2 separate regions of the Hordeum vulgare genome follow, and region 2 is linked to region 1. A link is a contact called in public Hi-C data. All regions are on one chromosome and are shown on one strand. The core of a region is the stretch at or near the end of the contact, and the rest is flanking DNA. Distances in the headings are between cores, read along the strand shown.

Region 1 (5,800 bases), core at 1,424-3,923:
GTGGTTTCAATCAATCCCACAGCACGTACAATATTTTGATTTTTCAATTGCAAGCATTGTGACAGATTGTTAGTCTTGCCCAATAATCTAATCATAAGATGCAATATGAGAACAAATTCAAAAGACTCCATGTGCTTTATCAACCCCGCGGCTGTGGTTCTTTGGGCAACATTATCTGCATCATTGTGTAAATTTTCTAATACCTTTAGAACTGGTTTTTCCCTTTTCCCTCAAGAAGTTCCCCGGACTCTATTTGACGTACTATTTCATCATGTTGCTCTTGGGCTAATTGATCATGTCTTTTACAAGAAGCATTAACAATGTTAACAACCATGCTTGTGTACTCAAAAAAATCCCTTACTGATGAACAACACTTGGCAACAGCAACAACCACTAATTGTAACTGATGGGCAAAACAATGTATATAATGAGCATAAGGATTTTCCTCCAAGATCAATCTTTGCAACCCACGAAATTCCCCTCTCATGTTTGAAGCCTCATCATAACCCTGCCCTCTCAAATTAGACATAGATAAGCCAAGATTACCAAACATACCATCCAAGGCTACCTTCAGTGAAGTTGCTTTAGTGTCAGGAACATGCTCAACTGCCATGAATCTCTCAATCACCTCCCCTCGTTTGCCGAGATACCTACATAAGACAAAGGAGCATGATTAATATATAAGAACTTTAAGAAAATACACCTATAAGGCTACAATAACACACACACACAAGCAAATGTACTGACCTCAAACACATAGCCATTTGCTCCTTCATAGATGCATCTCTGGACTCATCAACAAGTAATGCAAATTTACTATCTCCAATCTCCTCAAGAATGACATTTGTGGTCTCTTTTGCACAAGCTTTGCATAAATCCTTTTGTATCTTATTTGATGTCAGCTTATGGTTCTCTCCCGCGTCCCCAATGGTAGCTGCTACATTGCGTTACCTCTGATCGAGAAGTATACTACCTGATACATCTTGCGTACCAAGTGGAATTCGATCTGGATAAGATGAAAGCATCTGGTGGACCTGCATTACTGCACCAGCCCGGAGGCGGGTGGAGGAGCGAGCACCACAACTGACTGGTCGGAGCGTGACGGGTCCAAGAGGGATGCCAACCAACGGGGTGGCTGGTCAGTGACGGACGGGGGAGTAGCCGGCCGGAAGGCCCGGGCGGCCATGTGCAACTAACATGGCGTGGGGCCTGACTCCGGCGGCAAGGCGCTGGCCTCGGGAACCGTTGCTTTCTGAAACTGATGGCCGTGCAGAGCAGGTGACACCGGCGACGCGCGGCGGTGCCATGTTAGCCTTTGCAGGCGAGGCGAGTAGGCGACGATGCAAGGGTCAGCACAGAAAATTTCCAAGAATCGTTTCGCCCATGGATGAAAAATTAGAAAACACGAGAGGCTCCGCCATGCATGCATGCATGAGCAGGGTAGCATGCAAAGGCCTGTCTGAAAGCTGTTGTTGGATTTACGTGCACTGTTCAGGCCTCGCTCTCGCCCATGCAGGGCCGAGCCATGTTACGTGTCCGTCCCGTTCACGTGAGCGACTGAGCATGTGAGTAGTCACCAACTCACCATGTGCGCTCCAGGCCCAGGAGCCCACCGGAAAGTCTTGCCTGTTCAAACCTTAATTGAGCATCAACCTTAAAGCGTGCGCTAATCATTGCAGCCGGTAGTGTGCTGGTAACTTGCTAATCGCTGGACCATGCGTGCGTGCGTGCGTGCATGGATGCATGATTCCCTTCGTGTGGGTGGCACGTACTACGTTGGTTCATTCGCTTACATATCCGTCATGCATTGGGAGCAGCTTCATGTGCTGATGCGCGTTGCGCCCCGACAAATCCACGCTTTCCTTTTTGTATCCGATGGTCCAGCGTACTCTCCGGCAGGACCAAGTAAGTAACCCAAGATTAGCAGTACGCTTGGAAGAGTGTAAACCAGGTTTGGCTGGCCGACCCTGAGCCCAGCTATCATATCAGTAAACCTTCACTCACTCCAATGTGCAAATGTAGGAGTAGTAAGAAAGGATGTAACTGAAATCGCCTAATTACTCCTTGTCAGCTTCCCACTGCAACAACCCGTTCACCGAACGGGCCAACACATGCAGCGTTCCTGGACCATGCATGCAGTCAAGTTGGGCAAGGTCGGCATGCACTTGCGCCGTTACACGCCGATCATGAGTGAGTATCTAGTAGCAGACACACCCCATGCCGCGCGGCCGAGCACCATGACTCGGAACATGACCGGATTCCCCTCCCTTGCCTCCCTCCGGCGGTCCGGCCCTGGCACACACGGCCATGCATGCCATGCATGGTGATGGTGGACACATCTGCTCGACCGCCTTGCCGCCCATGAGTTCCACGGAGTTAAGGCACGCTCTGCATGCATGCTCTGCATCCATGGCCTCTTTCACGGCCGAGTCCTGGTCCTAGCTAGGCTCAGCTCAGCAGCCGGTGAGAGGCATGTGGAGGGTAGGGCGCCCCCGGACCCCACGGCGACTCGCACCACAAGTCACACACGCGCTCGGCCGGGCAAGCGGTTGGTGCCCGTTACGTACGCCGCGCCCGATGCCGAGGACACTCGCATGTGCGCCTGATTTGTATGTATTAACTGCCGCGCGCCTCCGTGGCCGTGGTCACCCCGCACGTCAGAGCCGGCCTTCAATCTACTCCTCATTTCCTTCTTCTCCTTCTCCTTCTTCTCTTTCTCACTCACCAAATCTAGAAGAAGTGTTGATAACCTGCACGGCCCCGATCGAGCTTGCAATTGCAACCCAACCGCCACCGGCACTGAGCTTTACTTTGGCTATAAATACCCCGGCTGGGAGGAAGTAGCTCCTCACTGCCAACCAGCCATTTCGAGTCTAGCTAGCTAGCTTTAGACACCATATCCCTCGAAAGCTAAGCTAGCTTGCTGAGGATACAAGGAAGCTCCCTCCCTCCCTCCCAGCAATGGCCGCTGCCGGCGCTCTCTTCTTCGTCTTCTCCTCCTTGTGCCTCCTCGCACGACAGGCCGCGGCCGGCGGCTACGGCGGGTGGCAGAGCGCCCATGCCACCTTCTACGGCGGCGGCGACGCCTCCGGCACGATGGGTGAGTCCCCGGCAGCCAGCTGCAGCTGCTAGCTGAACTCAATGTGTCAACGCCTGTCACACACACAGACGCTCACGCTGTTCGTTGGGTTTTTGCATGCAGGCGGGGCGTGCGGGTACGGTAACCTGTACAGCACTGGGTACGGCACGAACACGGCGGCGCTGAGCACGGCGCTGTTCAACGACGGCGCGGCGTGCGGGTCGTGCTACGAGCTGCGCTGCGACAACGCCGGCAGCTCGTGCCGGCCGGGGTCCATCATGGTGACCGCCACCAACTTCTGCCCGCCCAACTACGGCCTCCCCAGCGACGACGGCGGCTGGTGCAACCCGCCGCGCCCCCACTTCGACATGGCCGAGCCGGCCTTCCTCCACATCGCGCAGTACCGCGCCGGCATCGTACCCGTCTCCTACAGAAGGTGAGAACAGAGCTTTTATTTTTTTTTACCGTACCCGTGTTATCGTGCACTCCAAACCGATGGATTGATTGACCGGGCACGAGCGGCGTCGGTCGGCTTGAAGAATGAAGATACGCCGGGGACCGCGGTCGGTTCGGTCCATAAGTTTCGATGGGGCCACGCTGCAGATTTGATACGGTGCACACCGATAGGCACGGCTACCACTCCACTGGAGCACTGCCGCCTACAGTGCAGCGCATGTGCTGTGCCGTGCCTTTTAATGTCGCAACTTCACTCTCACCGTGTGCATGTTACCTCTTCTCACTGACGCGTCGCGTGTTGAATTGATCGAGCAGGGTGCCGTGCGTGAAGAAGGGGGGCATCCGGTTCACCATCAACGGCCACTCCTACTTCAACCTGGTGCTGGTGACCAACGTGGCCGGCGCCGGCGACGCGCGCTCCGTGTCCATCAAGGGCACGCGCACCGGCTGGCAGGCCATGTCCCGCAACTGGGGCATGAACTGGCAGAGCAACACCTTCCTGGACGGCCAGTGCCTCTCCTTCAGGGTCACCTCCAGCGACGGCCGCACCGTCACCAGCAACGCCGCCGCGCCCGCCGGCTGGCAGTTCGGCCAGACCTTCGAGGGCGCCCAGTTCTAGTCCACTCCATCTCCATCTCCATCTTCTTCTTCTCCACAGGCATAAGCACTGGAGAGAAGAGACGGACTGGGCATATTTGTACTTTTGAAGAATTATTTTGGCATTCGCGTGCATGCAGTGCAGGAGGAGGAAGAAACAAAAGCCGGCCTCTTCGTTATAGTGAAGGAGGGAGGCTCCGGGCTACGCTGAGGCTGCTGATTAGCACCCGCTTAGACGTTTTCCTTCTCTCGTCTCATCAAAGTCTCGAGTTTATTGAAGACTCGAACAACCATCCATCAACTACCGTACGGACGTAGTAGCTTGGCACTCCATGAAGAAAAAGAAGAAAAGAAGTTAATAATTGCATTAGTCATCACTAGCAAAGCAGTAGTAGCACCTCTCGTGGTTGGTTTGTACTTGTACTGGGTCGTGGCCTTTGTGATGAAATTGAAGATTGCAAGGGCATATTTATGGATCGATCCATGTTGCAGCTAGCTAGCTGGCTGGCTGGCTACCCGTAGCTTACATAGAAGCCCAGCGTGGACCAGGGGACTTTCGCTGCTTGCTGGGCTGTATCTTGTCGATGGACGGACGGTCACATGGGTGGGAGACGTTTGTGGGGGCGTCCTTGTCGTGCCTTTTCTGGAGGAGAGCCACGGCCAACGTCGGTCGCCGTGCTCCGTTTCGTGTACCTACATGGTAGTAGAATAGGCTTGTGCGACGGGTCTGATGATGCGTTTGTCTTCTGTCCGTTGCGGGAGCGCCTCCGCACGCTCAAGTTTGTCGATAGCGATTGCAGGATCGATCGGCTCTCTTCCTGATATGGTTCCATGGAAACTTTCGAGATATATATGCTCCTGGTGTCGTGTAGGGGCGTTATTTTGCAGCCCACAATTGAGCGGGCAAACCGCATCCAGGGCTGGTGTGCTGGCTCTAGAGGAAAGATAGCGTACGTGATCGACCGATCGAGGACGAGAGCGTCCCATCGTATCGCAATATCACGTGGTACGTCCCTATTGCGTTTCCGGCAATTAGGATCATTGCAGACGTGCGGTACTCGTACTTGGCTGCTCGCCATTCCTTCGCTGGAACGATAATGCTCGCTCGTACAATCGGCAGGTCTAGTTTGTTTCTACCGCTGATATGACGGCAACGGTTGAGGGCTAGCTTTTGGCGGCATGAATGACTGCGCTGTCAGTTTCATGCTGGTTTCACCGTATCGACATCCCATCCTGCGACAGGGTCAGGAGACGAGGCAACTGACCCCGCGGTGTGATGTGGCGATCAACGACTAGGTAAGCGGTGGGCCGTCGTATACGTCGTCCAAGAATGGGCAGGCAACGCTCACGCAACGGACAGAAGACAACGATCCGAGCTGTAGATGCTCTAAACTCCTGGCAAAGCAGCTAATGCTCGCTCGTACAATCGGGGGAGAAGGAGATCAACCACGAACGCTTTGTGGGTCTGGATTTGTAAAATCCGTTGTAGATGCTCTAAACTATTGTCAAAGCAGATCCTCACCGTTGTTGACCTCCTGCTCATCCTTCAATGGCCGCCCGCCTATTTCATGGACCGTTCGATTTGTTCTTGAACGAAGGCACGCGTGTTCCTTCGTTGTCGTTTCTTTAAAATACGGACGCGGATGGCTTCCTCTATCGCGGCCGCCT
Region 2 (5,800 bases), core at 2,394-4,893, 130 kb before region 1:
ACTCCCGGGTGGGTGGGCCCCTCTCGGTGAACTCCCGGAACCCATTCGTCACTCTCGGTACACTCCCAGAATTGCCCAAAACTTTTCGGTGACCAAATGAAACCATCATATATATATAAATATTCATTTCCGTACCATTCCGGAAACCCTCGTGACGTCCGTGATCTCATCCGGGACTCCGAACAACATTCGGTAACCACACATATAACTCAACTATACTAAAACATCATCGAACCTTAAGTGTGCAGACCCTGCGGGTTCGAGAACTATGTAGACATGACCCGATACACTCCTTGGTCAATATCCAATAGCGGGACCTGGATGCCCATATTGGATCCTACATATTCTCCGAAGATCTTATCGGTTGAACCTCAGTGTCAAGGATTCATATAATCCCGTACGTCATTCCCTTTGTCCTTCGGTATGTTACTTGCCCGAGATTCGATCGTCGGTATCCGCATACCTATTTCAATCTCGTTACCGGCAAGTCTCTTTACTCGTTCCATAATACAAGATCCCGTGACTTTCACTCAGTCACATTGCTTGCAAGGCTTGTGTGTGATGTTGTATTACCGAGTGGGCCCCGAGATACCTCTCCGTGACACAGAGTGACAAATCCTAGTCTTGATCCATACTAACTCAACGGACACCTTTGGAGATACCTGTAGAGCACCTTTATAGTCACCCAGTTACGTTGCGACGTTTGATGCACACAAGGTATTCCTCCGGTGCAAGTGAGTTATATGATCTCATGGTCATAGGAATAAATACTTGACACGTAGAAAACAATAGCAATAAAACGACACGATCAATATGCTACGTTCATAGTTTGGGTCTTGTCCATCACATGATTCTCCTAATGATGTGATCCCGTTATCAAGTGACAACACTTGTCTATGGTTAGGAAACCTTGACCATCTTTGATCAACGAGCTAGTCAACTAGAGCCTTACTAGGGACAGTGTTTTGTCTATGTATCCACACATGTATTTGAGTTTCCAATCAATACAATTATAGCATGGATAATAACCAATTTATTATTGCCTCCATGGCGTATTTCCAACACTTCGTCCCAAAATAAGTAGCTAAAAATGACTCAACTTTCTTTTAACTTTAGTACAAAGTTGAGTCACTTATTTTGGGATGGAGGGAGTACTTTTTAAACCAGCATGAATTGCATAATACATTTTCTAGCTCCACTAAGTTAAATCCACTTTCTAGTATGAATTTATATTCTCTCTTAGCTCTTTTGGAGAATGTATAGATTTCTCACCATCTTCCTTGATAGAAATGCTATTCTTTCTATTCCTTTCATTTGCATTTTTATGGGAATAAACAGTGTTTCTGTAGCAGACCTCCTCTTTTCTGCCAATAGAACTCTTCCATCTCATAAATTTGGATAAACTGAGCTTTCCATTCATATCTTAGCCTCCATTCATTAGAATTTTGCTCTATAGTTTCAGCTTTGCTATCAATGACACACTCACAGTAAATAGATTGGATTTACTTTTTCTATTATCAGTAGCATCATTTGCCTTTCACCCTCTCAAGAACTCCTTGAAGCCCTAAGGCACTTGTTGCCAATGTTATTAAATAAATATTGCCGTGTATGCTTGTTTTTTTATTGTGAAAATTCTATAGCCGTAGGATTTGTTAGTTTGATCCAGTAACATTCATCGGATCACGACATGAGAGTCTCTCTTGTATGCGGCATGCATTAGTTGCGCTTTAGGTAGATTTAAAATCCCATCACATGTAATTGGGATATGTTATACCTTTGTTTTAAGATTTATGTTCTCTATTTCTGTATCGTGTTTTCACATTTGTTTTTCTTTGATATATACATGAGGACCTCTCAACAATGCAACACGCATTAGTGTCGCCAAATTTAATTATATTTCATTTTTTTAACTTTTGCAGAAAAGAAGAAATCTATTATAAAAGTTCATTAAAAATACAAAACATCTCAAACATCATAAAAAATAGAGATTCCAAGTCCACCACTAGTACTGTTAACGAGCCGCCCACGGCCGCTCCCCTACCATAACATTCTACTCTATATGTTAAAATGAACTTGTTCAACAGCAATCGCGCGAGGTTTCTTGATGTTAGAGCATGTACAGCAGGATCCCTCAAATCCTTCTCGAACACCCATGCAGGTCGTCCGTTTACTGCCCGGTCTTGAAATTGCGACCCAGACGGGCCTCCTAAACTGGCCTCAGACGTTCGGATTGACCGGCACTCCCATTTCCAGCCCAAATATGGGGCGGATATTGGGGGAGCCTGGGCACGCCCGCCACGTCAGCCTGACGGCTTGGCCCCATGCGAACTCGCCGGGAAACCTGATGGTCCGACGGGCGCCTTGATCGTTGACGCGGTGTGAACGCCGCGTGGCGCCACTACGGCTCCCCGCTCGATGCCGAGGCCGACTATTTAAGGCGGTCGGACCCCCAGCCCTAGCTCATCTGCCTCCTCCTTCTCTTCGTCGCCACCTAAGCCCGTACGCCTCCTCTCGCAGTTCCCTCTCCGTCGGGATCGTCCGGTGGCTCATCACCACCTATGCGCAGCTCACTCCGGAGCGGGGCCTGCAAATCGAGGCGGAGATGCAGTCTCGTCATGTCGCCGACATCGTTGCGTGTCTCCCTACAGACTCGTCGAAGACAGAGGAGGACGAGGGGAAGGAGGAGCAACAGCAGCAAGAGGAGGAGCAGCTGGAGGCCATGGAGGAAGACGACCCGGAGGAGAAGGCTCCCGACTTGAGCATGACGGAGGCGGAGGCGGAGTTCGTCGTCACCCAATCGAAGAAGATGGCGGAGCAGCAGGGCATCCTAGATTCCATCCGGAATGAGGCCGAGGTGGAGGCCAACTGTCGGCTCATCCGACAGAGGCAGGCGGAGGCCAACGCCATCTTCGACGAGTTGGAGGCGGAGATTGAGGCGGATGAGGCCGCAGTGGAGCAACCAGAGGCGCCGGAGGGGGCGAAGCTGCGGCAAGCGGCCATTCATTCGCCGGAGGGCATGAAGATCGTCGACATCTCTGACGAGGAGTAGATAGGTTGTACGTAGTACGTAGATTTCATATCTTGCATGTGTTTGTATGGATTTGAAGATCGTAATATGAGATGTCCGGTTGTAGAATCAATCATTTGAGACGTAACCGGTCAGTGTCAGCGAATGTGTCCGGACGTATTCGCGGACATTTGAGGATCCAGATTTGCAGGATCCGGTTATAGATGTTCTTAGTATTGGTTCCATTGGTCCAGCACTGCAAAAAGAAAAGGAGGTAAATATGGTTGAGGGAAGCCCCTGCAAGGTGTGTAAATATTACGAGGGACCCGTACTCCAATTTGGAAGGCATTGAGTATTTGAGTTGGTTGGACATCTTAACGAACCCATGTTACCGGCTAACGCAGTGACGCAGAAAGCTAGCTAGAAAACAACACGAGAACGCAGCCCGGAAAAGAAGGCCTCACATGAACGTGCCTTTCACGGCGATGCGAAAAGATCCGAGCCGGATAAAGCAGGAAAGCTCCGCGTTTACACGGCGTCTTGTGGGCGATCGACGCGGCATCGCCTCATACCAGTGCACAGTCCACATCAGCCACAGGTCAGCTGTTCATACAGGCCGGCAATCGATACGCTACCCGGGGAAGGAAGCAAGGGGCGTACGGTCGCGCTGGACGGCCTGGACCATTGCAAAGCATTACGCATAACGCATAATCCCATCCCACAGTATGGTGGCATCACATTCCCCTGTAGCACACATTATGTTGCGCAATCCAGCTTGTCATAACTCAAGGAGATACGGGGACAGTGAGGCGCACGATTGACATATACGCCCGACAGTCGAATCTGCGTAGACGCGAACGTTTGGAAAATACACATACACAGGTTTCAGATATCTGTTGCAACTTGGAAGGCGCTCTCCAAAAATAGACGCACAGTGGAAGATTGCGCATTGTTGGCATTTTAATTCACCAAAAAATTGGAGCAGTGTTGCTTCTCATGTATCTCAGGTGTTCGGGCGCCGATTCACATGCAGAAGAAAGATTGCATTGAGAAGGAAGGATGGATTATTTTATCACGGACAACAAGCAAAGAATATTCCTCGCAGTCATGAACCGTGCGTGCAGCAGCACCGGCAGCAAGATTAAGGCCAAAATCACTGTATTGATCTTATCTTTGAACTATAGCATAAAATGAACCCTGCCCGATATTTCACGATCTAAACTTTTTGACAACGTTACAGATCAAGACGTTTCTTCTTCGCATAAAAACACCGAACCCGTTTGTGTTGCTGTTCCACATGAAAACGCCGAACCTGTTCGTGTTGCTGCATCACATGAAAACGCCGGGGATTTTGACGTTACTGCCCTTGTTGCAAACACCATGTATCATGGTGTTGCTTCTCCCGACCCCTTGCTGCAAACGATCTGACCCTTCTCGCGTAGTAGAAAGCAAGCTCCCCCATTTGCCATGTCCCGCTGATACCAAAGGAGGGGGTGGACCGGATCGGCCTCCATAGCGCTGCTCCGCCGTAGGTTGGTGCAGACCGCCCACAGATCTTCGTCACCGGAAGAGCGATGATAGCTGCCGCGTCCGTAGCCATCTCTCCCGCCTCACCCATGGGTGGAAGAGATGGGGCGCCACCGCTGAGGAGGGAGGAAGGAAGGTCTCTGAGTCAAAACCAAGGGTTTAGGGTTTTGCGTGGGTGGTGTATCCACCTCACGTCTTCATATATATAGATGATCAGGGTGTTACAATTACATACGAGTCCCTGTATGTATACAAATACAATATGTAAACTAGACCCTATTTTACATGCTCCCTCAATCTGAACTACATACAAGATTCAGATTGATCCTAAATCGGTCTAGCATCTGCCGTGTAGCGGGTTTAGTAAATACATCCGCTAGCTGATCATCTGTTGAAATGAACCTGACATCCAATGCGCCTGCAACTACTCGTTCTCTCACAAAATGGAAACCAATCTCAATGTGTTTAGTCCGAGCATGGAATAGTGGATTTGCCGTCAGGTACGTAGCCCCTAAGTTATCACACCACAAAATGGGGGTGCACTGCCGTGAAACTCCAAGTTCCCTGAGAACTGTGTCTATCCAAATGGCTTCGGCAGCTCCATTGGCCAACGCCTTATACTCTGCCTCAGTACTAGATCTCGAGACCGTAGGTTGTTTCTTGGAACTCCAAGATATAAGATTAGGTCCAACGAATATAGCAAAACCACCTATGGAGCGTCTGTCATCAACACAGCCTGTCCAGTCTGCATCTGTGAATATACTAACTCCAGTAAACTGTGATTTGCGAATTTGAAGCCCTGTGTTTAGTGTACCTTTCACATACCTCAAAATGCGCTTAACAACTTCCCAATGGACCTCTGTAGGCTGAGACAGAAACTGGCAGACTTTGTTCACAACGAAGGAGATATCGGGACGAGTGAGTGTTAAGTAGTGAAGAGCACCAACCACACTCCGATACCTGAAAGAGTCACCAGAACCCAGAGGTGCACCAGTATGGCGTGATAGACTCTCGAACGTAGCAAGTGGAGTGAAGGTGGACTTGCAGTTCTCCATGTTGACACGGTGAAGAAGGTCCAGTGCATACTTTCTTTGTGTCAACATCATGCCCCTAGAATGAAAGGACGCTTCCAATCCAAGAAAGTACTCAAGCATGCCCATATCCTTGATGGGAAATGTAGCGGATAGGGCCTGCACAAGGCGGTCAACCATAGCAGGTCTAGAGCCAGCAATCACAATATCATCAACATAAACCAACATGAATATC

What was found. Hi-C and Micro-C count contacts between places; a contact is called where the count stands out from the background.
Region 2: a contact with region 1 is called in a Hi-C map of seedling, with 1.6 times the contacts expected there. The contact joins the enhancer-like site here to the promoter of LOC123444697 in region 1. A contact is called at or near these places in 2 of 6 Hi-C or Micro-C datasets (leaf and seedling).

What each region holds. Positions count from the first base shown.
Region 1 is chr1H:453,810,788-453,816,587 of MorexV3_pseudomolecules_assembly, forward strand. LOC123444697 (expansin-A4) reads left to right here and starts at 2,674. Exons shown (of 3, transcript XM_045121509.1): 1 at 2,674-3,100; 2 at 3,203-3,515; 3 at 3,851-4,610. The coding sequence starts at 2,962. The coding sequence ends at 4,154.
Region 2 is chr1H:453,682,413-453,688,212 of MorexV3_pseudomolecules_assembly, forward strand. No RefSeq gene overlaps it. Among protein-coding and RNA genes, the nearest start is that of LOC123414009, 30 kb to the left of the region's middle. Within about 2 kb of position 3,644, at least 3 of the 3 cell types and tissues checked have open chromatin away from gene starts, as enhancers often do. A contact at or near this core is called in leaf and seedling, where this site is marked.